Linked DNA regions of Mus musculus: all the other regions are linked to region 1. The links are chromatin contacts, called in public HiCAR-type and HiChIP or PLAC-seq maps. All regions are on one chromosome and are shown on one strand. Each heading gives the region's core, a stretch centred on a gene start, on an enhancer-like site or on the middle of the called end of the contact. The rest is flanking DNA. Distances are from core to core; before and after follow the strand shown.

Evidence for each region. HiCAR-type assays count read pairs that join an accessible place to other places. HiChIP or PLAC-seq counts read pairs in DNA pulled down with a chosen protein or histone mark.
Region 2: a HiCAR-type map of astrocytes shows a contact between it and region 1, with 15 times the contacts expected there. The contact joins the enhancer-like site here to the promoter of Marcks in region 1. A contact is called at or near these places in 4 of 39 promoter capture datasets (3T3-L1-derived adipocytes, the SN4741 cell line and liver), 1 of 484 Hi-C or Micro-C datasets (cerebellar granule neurons) and 7 of 115 datasets of contacts at active chromatin or transcription factors (astrocytes, cardiomyocytes, embryonic forebrain and 4 more).
Region 3: an H3K27ac HiChIP or PLAC-seq map of oligodendrocyte precursor cells shows a contact between it and region 1, with 40 times the contacts expected there. The contact joins the enhancer-like site here to the promoter of Marcks in region 1. A contact is called at or near these places in 10 of 39 promoter capture datasets (the 3T3-L1 cell line, cranial neural crest, frontonasal cranial neural crest and 5 more), 3 of 484 Hi-C or Micro-C datasets (cerebral cortex, cranial neural crest and palatal mesenchyme) and 16 of 115 datasets of contacts at active chromatin or transcription factors (the NIH/3T3 cell line, the SCID.adh cell line, T-cell acute lymphoblastic leukemia and 11 more).
Region 4: a contact with region 1 is called in an H3K4me3 HiChIP or PLAC-seq map of neural progenitor cells, with 52 times the contacts expected there. The contact joins the enhancer-like site here to the promoter of Marcks in region 1. A contact is called at or near these places in 7 of 39 promoter capture datasets (the 3T3-L1 cell line, 3T3-L1-derived adipocytes, cranial neural crest and 3 more), 19 of 115 datasets of contacts at active chromatin or transcription factors (the NIH/3T3 cell line, the SCID.adh cell line, T-cell acute lymphoblastic leukemia and 14 more) and 2 of 9 other capture datasets (adipose tissue and liver).

Annotation. Positions count from the first base shown.
Region 1 is chr10:37,137,667-37,140,190 of GRCm38.p6, forward strand. It overlaps Marcks (myristoylated alanine rich protein kinase C substrate), which reads right to left and starts at 1,260. Exons shown (of 2, transcript NM_008538.2): 1 at 768-1,260. The coding sequence starts at 869. It overlaps 5930403N24Rik (RIKEN cDNA 5930403N24 gene), which reads left to right and starts at 1,866. Exons shown (of 3, transcript NR_166104.1): 1 at 1,866-2,524.
Region 2 is chr10:38,379,618-38,382,141 of GRCm38.p6, forward strand. It overlaps Gm40624 (a long non-coding RNA gene), which reads left to right. Exons shown (of 3, transcript XR_871580.1): 2 at 63-108; 3 at 2,515-2,524. Among named protein-coding and RNA genes, the nearest start is that of Gm40624, 26 kb to the left of the region's middle. Within about 2 kb of position 1,259, at least 11 of the 459 cell types and tissues checked have an H3K27ac peak or open chromatin away from gene starts, as enhancers often do. A contact at or near this core is called in astrocytes, where this site is marked.
Region 3 is chr10:38,356,845-38,359,368 of GRCm38.p6, forward strand. The region is part of intron 1 of Gm40624 (a long non-coding RNA gene); the gene reads left to right. Among named protein-coding and RNA genes, the nearest start is that of Gm40624, 3.3 kb to the left of the region's middle. Within about 2 kb of position 1,262, at least 21 of the 459 cell types and tissues checked have an H3K27ac peak or open chromatin away from gene starts, as enhancers often do. A contact at or near this core is called in neural progenitor cells, neural stem cells and oligodendrocyte precursor cells, where this site is marked.
Region 4 is chr10:38,307,924-38,310,447 of GRCm38.p6, forward strand. No RefSeq gene overlaps it. Among named protein-coding and RNA genes, the nearest start is that of Gm40624, 46 kb to the right of the region's middle. Within about 2 kb of position 1,263, at least 36 of the 459 cell types and tissues checked have an H3K27ac peak or open chromatin away from gene starts, as enhancers often do. A contact at or near this core is called in 3T3-L1-derived adipocytes, the NIH/3T3 cell line, astrocytes and 1 more, where this site is marked.

The DNA.
Region 1 (2,524 bases), core at 10-2,509:
CCACTCACACGAACAGTCCAGACCAAAACACCAGAACTGCTCCCTTCTTGGCAGGCAGGAAAGGGTCTTCAAAAACCCACTGAGAATTCCCACCACACCAGGATACCATTTGAAAAGTCATATGGGTGTGTAATTACACAGCTACCAAAGGGGGAGGGGAAGGGCCATCGCAAAGGCACTTGGAAAAGCTGCCTGTCCGGCTCTAACCAGCCACCTTTCCAAGAACCCGAGGCATACTGCCTCTGGATACAATAAGACAAGCCTTCTCAGCTTGCCTTTCTCCACCGCCATCCGCGTTGGCTCCCCCCTTCCTACACACACATACACACGCGCGCGCACACACACAACCACACCAGAAATCTCAAAGACGACCCAATCTCGACAATAAATACGTGAGCCACCCAAACACCACTGTGGCCCCAAATACAAATGCAACCTGGAGGGGCGTTGGGGGGGGGGTGCATCTAACTAGTCACGTTCAGCCAATCTCCAAACCACGCCATTTTAGACGATTTATCACTCTTCCTCCGGTCTACTCAAGAATTGGCCAGGATCCTTAGGAACCACTCCTTTGGGGTGGGGGTGGAGGGTACCCTTCCTATGAAAAATTGACAATTTAGGCTATCATTACCCATTCAACTTTCAGACTAGAATCTGGCTAGGCTCCCCTCCCTCGAATGCATCTCGGGCGCGACCAGAGGGAAGACGAGGCGTCCAGATTAGAGAAAGACACCCAAGAAATGCCAAGAACCACAGGTAGAATTTACCTGCCCATTTGCTTTGGAAGGCGACGAGGCCACAGCCGCCTCCCCGGGCCTCTCGGCGGTGGCTTCTCCCTTCGCTGCGGTCTTGGAGAACTGGGCACCCATGCTGGCTTCTTCAACAAAGAAACTCAACAGATCCAAGAGAGGAAACAAAGAGCCTTCGGTTGGTGTAACGACGGGGCGAGCAGCAGCAGCAGCAACAGCGGCGGCGGCACACACACCGGAGGGAGGGGGTGGGGGTGGCGAGGAGGACAGAAGAGACCCGATTAAATACTCCGGATAAAAAATTTTTAGTCGAAGAGATCAAAAAAGCAGCAGCGCAGGAAGGAGGGAAAAAGGTGGAAAAGTCGAGCACAAAAAAGGAGCCCAAGTGTAGTTTTTTTAAAAAAAGAAGTAATAAAAAAAAATCCCAGATTTGTAGCCGCACTGTAGACAAGAGGAAAATGGAGAAATCTCCCTGGTTGCTAATAAGATGCGGGGTCCAACGCCCAAGTGCACAGATGAATGGGCTCGCGGGCGCTGACGCGGCCCCCGCGCGCGCTGGCCAATCCGCGCGCCGCACACAAAGCAGGGGGCGGGGCCTGCGCTCCGGGCGAACAATGGAGCCGCGCTTTGCAAACGGTTTGAAAATCAGCCTCAGACCAAGAATTAATGTCTTCCAAATAAATAAATCAATTAAAAAATACGTGCTTCTCGTCTCCCTCGGCCTGAAAATAATAATGCATGTCTTGATTGGCTTGCTTTGTTTGGAATTAATTAACGCGGGAGGGGGTACTTATGGATGGGGGCGGAGAAAGCTTTAACTTGACTCGCATTGACTCTTGCCGGTCTATATCCGCGTCTGTCTCTAGCCATTCTCTCCCCTCCCCCATCTTTCCCGTGTGTTTACGTGTATAAGTGTGTATACGAGTGTTAAAGACAATGGGTAGGATTTGTGTGCTAGCAGCATTTTTTCCCTCCGCACTCCATAAGGGTTTCACAGATAGTGCGCAAGGATTTTTTTTTTTGGGGGGGGGTGTTTCTTTTTTTAAAAAAACTGCTGCAATTGTTAAATCGTCCCACACTGAAAGGTATTTAAACCACGAAGATCGAATTTCATCTAGCAAGATCTCCAGTTGGAATTAGGTCTGTAGGCCAGATGTGGGAAACGCAAAAACAGCAAACAGCCTAAGCCATGCTCGTTCCTTTCTCTCCTAGAGGCGTGAAATAAAATATTTTGAAATTGGTCCTTGGAGCACCTCAAATCGCGTCTCTCCAACTATTCCAATTACCGATCACTTTTCCACAAAACATTGTGAGGACCATTTTCAGAAGATCGAAACTTGCTAGCATGTTATCACTGTAAGAAACGACATCATTAATTTTCCTCTGTGGTAAAACTAGACCGAGCCTTGAGTGTACGAATCCATATTTACAGTTGGGAGGCAGCTACTCTCGTCGACACGGGTTGTTTTCCTAGCCTGCTGCCAACATCGGAGGGACTCTCATTTTGAACTTGTCTGTGCACAGCATCAAGTGTGCTCCTGGAAGAGAGGCAACAGCGAGGAAATCCTAAAAGACCGAGTCCTAGTCTCAGAAGAAATCGCCTGCAAGGTTGAGAGACAGAAAGAAAATCCCTGGAGACTCCACGTCTAACCCAGGCTAAAGGCAAAGCTCTACAGCGGTGTGTAGGATATCTCTCTCGTTCGCTACAGCCCTTGCCACCGAAGTACCAGACGCTTTTAGTGTGTGAAAGACCAGGCGTTGATTTAATGTATCTG
Region 2 (2,524 bases), core at 9-2,508, 1.2 Mb after region 1:
TACACATAAATTATTTGGAATTCTTTCTTATTTACAGCTAATTTATGTTTGCCTCCATATAGATACCTAATTGTTTATTCACATCAGTGTGGCTCGTGGATATTTACGGTATGCTATTATTTACTATTTTACATATTTATTGCTCAATATCCTATAATTTTGGCCATTGAGAAAACTCTATGTGCCCCTGAGATATTTCCACTAAACTTCATTGAGTGCTCAAGATGACACATGGGTTACTTTATTAATTTCATTTATTACAAGTTGTTGTGGTCTCACCTTATATACTTTCTGCTTGGACCTTAGAATCAGTTATGTGTTTAATAATCCCGGTTCCCTTTCTAAATAAAAAGTATTGAAAAGTCAAGATCTGCTTTTTAAATATTTAATAATTTTGGAAACATGAAAGAAACCTGAGACTAACCGTTTCAAAATACGCAACAAGTACAAAATTAACTATCTACTCAAATGCTGTGAATATTCTCATGCATATAATGTCATTTCCTTCACCCAGCAACTTTGTGAGCCACAGTCATCTCCATTTTAGAGATAAGAACATTGAGTCTAAGATGAGTTAATTTAGTAAGTATGTTCTTTTTTTTTTTTTTTTTTTGAGACAGGGTTTCTCTGTGTAGTCCTGGCTGTCCTGGAACTCACTCTGTAGCCCAGGCTGGCCTCGCACTCAGAAATCTGCCTCCCTCTGCCTCCCAAGTGCTGGGATTAAAGGCGTGCACCACCACCACCCGGCTAGTAAGTATGTTCTTAACAGTGTGGCTCAATCATATTCACTTTTGTCTGATGATATTCTCCCTTACTTTTTCCTGCCATGAGAACGAACAGTTCCTAAAGACTAAGCTTTTGGCCCATCCCACAGGCCAGGGAGTTGCTTGCTTTTTTTTTTTTTTTTTTTTTTAATGCCAGAGAGTCTCACAGAGTCAAAATGCTGTGTGGGGCTTAGTGAGAACCATGGCGAGAAGCCAGTCAGTTCTTGCCAATGTTAAAGTAGTCTATACAAACACCCCTCTAGAGCTGAAGCAACCAAGGGAAAGTAGCAACAGCAGCCATTAATTGACAAAATAAGATGTTTCCTAGTGTCTAAGATTTTTATTCTCTACCCAGCATTGTACTAAATATTTAACATTCACAATCTCAGTTCAGCATCACAACAAATTTGCAAGTCTCAAATAGTCCAGTGTTCAGGTGAGAAAAGTAAGGCTTAGAGTGATTAATTTTGTTTTCCAAAGTGATGCAAATTACAAGTAGCAGAGCCAGGTTTTAAAGCCAAGGCCACGCAATTCCAGGCCCATTTTCTTCACCATCACGGTGCAGAACAGCAGTTGCTGGCAAGTGGTATCAGCTATGGACATTTTTCAGAACTTAGCAACAGCAGCAAGCTTCACTTCAGTGATGGGGTCACAAATTTTGTGCAGTGCAAATTTTGTACACTGAAGAATATGGCTTGTCAGAGCTGTAGGAAGGTTATTGACAAAGGCCTCATAATTGAAGTAAAAAAAGGTTGAGCCGTTGTGGACATACTGTGAGAATTTTCAGAAGTATTCAGTGATAGATTTCAGTGTGATATCAGCACAGGAAACAGGACCAGGGTCCAATAAACAAACAGGATAGCTTAGTGGGAATATGAAAAAGTCTTGGCCCCTGTCATTTCTAAATACAATAGGTTCATTTCCATATGATAGGAGATTGGCTACTTGTGAATAACTATTTTCCCTTTTATTTGTATTTTGGATATGTATATTTTGGTGTACTTTGTATTTTAAGACTTTATGATAGCAAACCATGTGTGTTGACTTAACCAGGCCATGGGAAACCCAGATATTAGGCCATCTTTCTTGGTGTATCTATAAAGACATATTAGGGTGAGATTAATATTCAAAATGACCCACTTTAAAAGGGGCTGCTTCCCCCCTCCTCCCTCTCTTACTCTCTTACTCTTGCCTCTCCCTTACTCCCTTCCCAATTTTCCCCCCTCTCTCTACATAGCCATGGCTGGTCTCTACTTCTCTCCTCTCTCCTTTCTGCTTGTCTCTGCCTCAACTACCCTCTTAGCTCCCATTCCCGACACTTCTCCCTGACAAAGTTATTTAAGCTCAGGCCCACCCTGAGAACGTGGGGTAAGGTTTCACTCATCACAACTCTATACCACGAAAATAAACACCTTAAAACCATGGACTGTCTCTTCTCATTGGGATCCTCCATGCTGGAGCAATGGAGCAGGTCTTCCTCTAAAGAGCCATGTCCAGTCTCCCACAGAAGGCCTCCCTGTGTTCTCAGCCACAGCTTCCACCAAGCCAAGCAGCCCACTGAGCAAGCCAAAGACTGTCCTCTCCATGGGAACCAACTGGAGGGCTCTCCTCCAGGCTTTTTGCCATTGGCATTGAGCCAGAGCCAACCCCGTGAGCCCCTCCCTACTTCTTTCTCAACTCTTCCATGGCATCCAGCGATGTCTGCAGCGCCCATGAGTTTGAGAACCTGTCATCCTCAATCTCCTTTCAGGCCTGGGACC
Region 3 (2,524 bases), core at 12-2,511, 1.2 Mb after region 1:
AGTATATAGCTCAGTCACAATTAACATTCTGCTTTATTTATTGTGTGCATTAAGGTAGCTTGTAAGAAAGATGCTGTCTTGGTTACTTGTGTGCTAACTTTTCCTAGGAAAAATGTGTTATGTTTATTATAGTTTCATTAGTGACCCTTATTAATTAATGTAGTTACCAGAATTATCAAGGCAAAGAAGGTTCCAGATTATACCTTTATTTTGGCAGGAGGCAATATATAGAATACTGTAATAGAGAGATTTTAGGGACAACTCAGGTTTTGCTAACATTTAGTATAGATCCTAACTGATGTAGTCACTTCTCTGTTGACATGATAAAACACCTTGACCAAAAGCAAGTTATGGGAGAAAGATTTGCTTGCGTTTACAGCTGCAGAGGAGTGTGCACGAGGTTGCCAGGCAGAGATGCCTGCAGCAAGCTGTAGTTGAGGCTGCAGGAGCAGTACAGTGAAAGGTCACCTCTTCAACTGTAAACGCAAAGCACAGAAAACAACATCGAGTGGGCTTTCAAAGCACACTGGCTGTGGCATACTTCCTAAAGGCTGCATGTCCCAGAACCTCACCAAATACCACTACCTGCCAGGGAGCAGGCATTCAAACACCTGGGCCTAGAAGAGGTGTTTCTCTCTTTAAGCACCACACCATTCTGAAATGCAATGTGTGCTTAAAGCTAGTTCTTGAGTAGTGATAGCTTTCTTTTTAGAATTTAAGCACATGAAATATGATCAGTCTTTCCTAAAGTCTGCTTCAGTCTGATCACGTGTCTTGTGTCTTTTTTAAAATATAATTTGTGCTTGAAATTAGATATTTTGCTTCACACTAGAATTTTACACTCACATAGTCTAGAACCAGGAATGCTTAGAATATTCCACAAGCTAAGGAACAAGCAATTCTAAATAAATGATTCACTGCACTGCTTTCAAGGATTTTAGATCTTAATTATCTGTTTGCATGTTTGTTTGTTTGCTTGCTTATGTCTCTGCCTGTTCTTTGGAAGAGAGCCCAGTACAAACAAGGGTTAACATAAACTGCTCAATTTTTTGTAAAAGGAGCTTTCTTCCTTGGGTCTGAGTAACAACATATCTAGCCTCCAAAATAAACCACTCAACTGCCTCAGATATTTGGGAATGAATGCTTATCCACTAATTGGCTTCAGCTGGGGATTCCACCCCCCCCCCCTTCATTACTTGAGCTGAGAAAGCAGCTGTTTGGCAAATGGTTGAGTCCTAAGTCACATGGCTGGTGATTTATGCACATCAATGTGCTAATGGATGCCTTGTAGAACACAGTTTTGTTTATTTGATTGTTAAAGCCCTGTGCTAATGAATCATGACTTTGTTTAAATACACAGCAAACCCAGTCTCATGATGGAGCTCTTCCTTAGGCAGGTCCTTTTCATATTTGTTTCTAATTTATTATAACATGCTTGGTTTAACCTCATGGGTGTTATAAGAAAGCACTGAAAATGATAGATAAAGGCTTATTCTTTTATGAAATTTGATGTGCTTACACGTAAGCAGAAGTAAATATGAGACAGAGGATACTCCCTAAATTAGATTCAAGCACACTTGCCACATATTTTAGCATGCCCATTTACATGGGGAATAAAGCTATTCCATCATTCTGGCTTCTTGAGATATTAATGGACTTGTAACTAGGCGGAAATATTTATTAAAGTTATGCAAAGTTCTTGCCTAAAAGTTTGCTCAGATCAGTTACAAATGCTTATCTTCTTCTACAATTAAAGCAAATTCTATCACTTTGTTACGTTCAGGTCTGGGCCAGGTATTTTTAGGTCCTAGGCATTTTACTAGTGAATGAAATAAATGTGCGCACATATTTAGAAAGTTGCAAGAATGCTTTATTCAAAGCAGAGCAATAGTGCATTGTAGAAGGGAATGAACTGTCAAGACTGAGGGCATCGGTGAATGAAGGGACTCCATTATTATACAATAAGAAAGCCTTCATTACTGTTCCTTCTATGGATTTCAAGGGGAGCAATTTGATCATGGAGGGTATAATGTAAGTTGGTATCTATTTTGGTTGACAGACTTTTGGTAGTAAAACCATTTCTCTATGATTCATGCTCCTCCTCACAATTCATCTGAATTTCATCACATTCATGCCCACTAATGCATAGACATAAGTGAGCAAATACAGGATTCTTACTAAAAGTCACATAGAGGACACTTCACCGTATTAAGCATGCACTCAAAACCACTAATAGGCCAGATCATTCTATTGATGGTATTATGAATACATTTTGTAAAATTCTAAATTTGTTGGTCATTAAAGAGTAGAGAAATTTATTCTGCTATTGGGAATGGGATGTGCTCAATGCAAATGGGGGTCCTGGATTGATAGTTGTTATTCAGTTGTTGTTTGGAAAGAGGTTATGTTATAAAGTATGCACAGGTAAACATCTCAGACTGCCAAGTATACAATTAAAAGAGAGGTCTATGTGAATAGTATGTGCAGATAAGGGCCCTAGATTGACAAATGCATTGTTAGAAGA
Region 4 (2,524 bases), core at 13-2,512, 1.2 Mb after region 1:
TTCCTGATCTCAAGAAGCTTCCCCAAGAATGTAAGAATTTAATTTATTGTAGATTATTTGGACTTCTTTCCAGGCTTTATTTTCTCAACCTGGGGAGGTTGAATATGAACCTAAAGTGGATGAACAAGAGTAGCCATTTAGAGATTCATTATTTTTTCTAATAGGAAATTTATGAGGTTATGTTTTTATCCCAAATACATGAGTGTGTACATAATGGAGGGGTACGTATTTTTCTAAAATCAAGGATTCCTTGAAGGTATTGTAAAGAAAGAAAATAAAGGTAAGGTAGGTTTATTTATTGAAGTTTCTTAAGCAAAGTTCAATTTCCACATTTTTAATAAATTCTCATTTAAACAATTATTACTCATATATGTACTTATGTATAAATACAGTTTTGTATGCTGACAATGCACTTCTGTGCTAATAGCTACTTACTTTTAACATTGTAGGCATTCTGTGAACACTTAATTGTATGTGCAGGACACTGAGGGGTCATCTGTTCTCATGTACCCTACAGCAAAATAATATGTACTGAATCATGAACTTAGCTATGACAAGGACAGGTCACAATGACACTTGCTGAAGGGTCACTACATGTGATTAATTCTAACATAAACATAGAAGACTCATGGCTAAAACCAAGCAGTAACTGAACCACCATGGTATTTAGCGATGTTTTATAGTCAGATGCCTATTCCACACATGCCAGCACACACTGCTAGTTAACAACTCATACATTGCAAGAAGAGGCATTTTATGCTTTAAGTGGAGATTTTAATGATTATATAGAAAATACCTGTTTGTTTTAAAGAAAAATATGTTTTATTTGAGCAATTCAACCAAGAAACATGTTAATAACACAGGACAATGCTTAGGGGGAAATGGAAATATTTTGTGCTCTGAATCATGAGTTTTCCTTTCAATAGTCTAATTTAATTTTAGGGAAAAAATGTTGATTTTGGCTGCCTTCCAAGACATTCTTCATTCCCTCTCTCTCATCTCCAAGAATCCTTCTGCACAGAGTGGTTAGCAGGAAGCGTTTGTTTACTGGTGAGTTGAATGTTAAAGCATTTTAACATCTCCCTTTTAATTCTCCCAATATGTATGTGAAGGGAAAGAATGGATCAATAGGGGTGCTGCTTAGGCGTCCCCATGAAGGAGGCAGAGGACAAGAGAATGAGAGCAGTTCTCTATGTGAGGTACAGATTCTCTAGGGGTGAATAACCCAGGCATTGACTACACCGCTGTGGGCTGCAATACAGTTCCCTAGGAAGACAAAACATTGAGAGTCAGTTCCGGAGCCACATGATTCCCACAGAAATGAGGCCTGAGGCCAACAGCTCCAGCTGTACATTCTTATTTTGAAGTACCTGGAAACCACCCTAAATGATTTCCTGTGTCCTTAAGTCCTTCTTTACCCCGTAACCACTTCTGTGACCAGCAGCAGCTTGTGGACAAAGTGCTATGTTCCATCTTCTTCAGCTTTCTTTATTTAAGAGTGATAGTGCAGCTGCCATTCTCTCTCTCTTAAAAGCCTGGCTGAATTCTGTGATGAAGATGTTTGTATTAGAGAAGGTTCTTAGATACAGTCATGGATGTCCAGATTGGGGTTTTCTTGAGTAAATTGTAGTGAGAGCATTTGAACTTGCCATTTTACAATTTTTCAATCAGAGATCTCACATTTATTAGCCTCCAGTTTTCAATCTATACTTCTTATTCTTTAAGAACCTATAACAGTCAGCACCACCTCTTTTTTTGTATGTTGTCAATTCTGACACGTGTTCAGTCACTTGATCAGTTTGACACTGATTTTTCTGGGCTATTTGTATTTCATTTAATCTTTGTAAGGAATTTTTTAGTTTTAGTTTTCATCTTGTATATGTTAATTATTGTACCTCTATCATTATTACTACGCTGCTTTTGTTAAATATAATTTATTTTACTTTTAGCTTTCAAAGCAGACAATATGACCACTAGCTTAAATATGCTCAACTTCTTTGTGTAACTATCAGCCCCTTCCTGACCACTGCTCACGCCATCATTTCTAAACACATTTTTATAAACTTGTGTGCTAACATGCTGTTTTCATTTCCTTTAGAGTTTCTCCTTTTGACAGTTTGTGTATCCACGAGTGAATTATTATGTTTTCAAATATTTATGGATTTTTTATGTCAATCTGTTATTGATTATTAATTTAATTCTGTTTGATTAAAGAATATAGTTAATTATTTTAAATTCATTGAGTTCTGAAGCTTCCAAAGGTTCCATTTTAATGAAAAACAATTAGTATTCTGCTGCACTATAGAAGGATGTATTATAAATACCAATTATGTCAAGCCATTGACATTGGTATTCAAAGCTTCTGTATCCTTATTGATTTTCTGCATACTTGCTATATCAGTATTGAGAGCCATAAAACTCTGAGTATAATTGTCAATTTCTCCGTTCTACCTATCAGTTCTATTAGTCGCTTCATAAACTTTAAATCACTGATACTGGTACACCATCATCTAGATTTGTAATA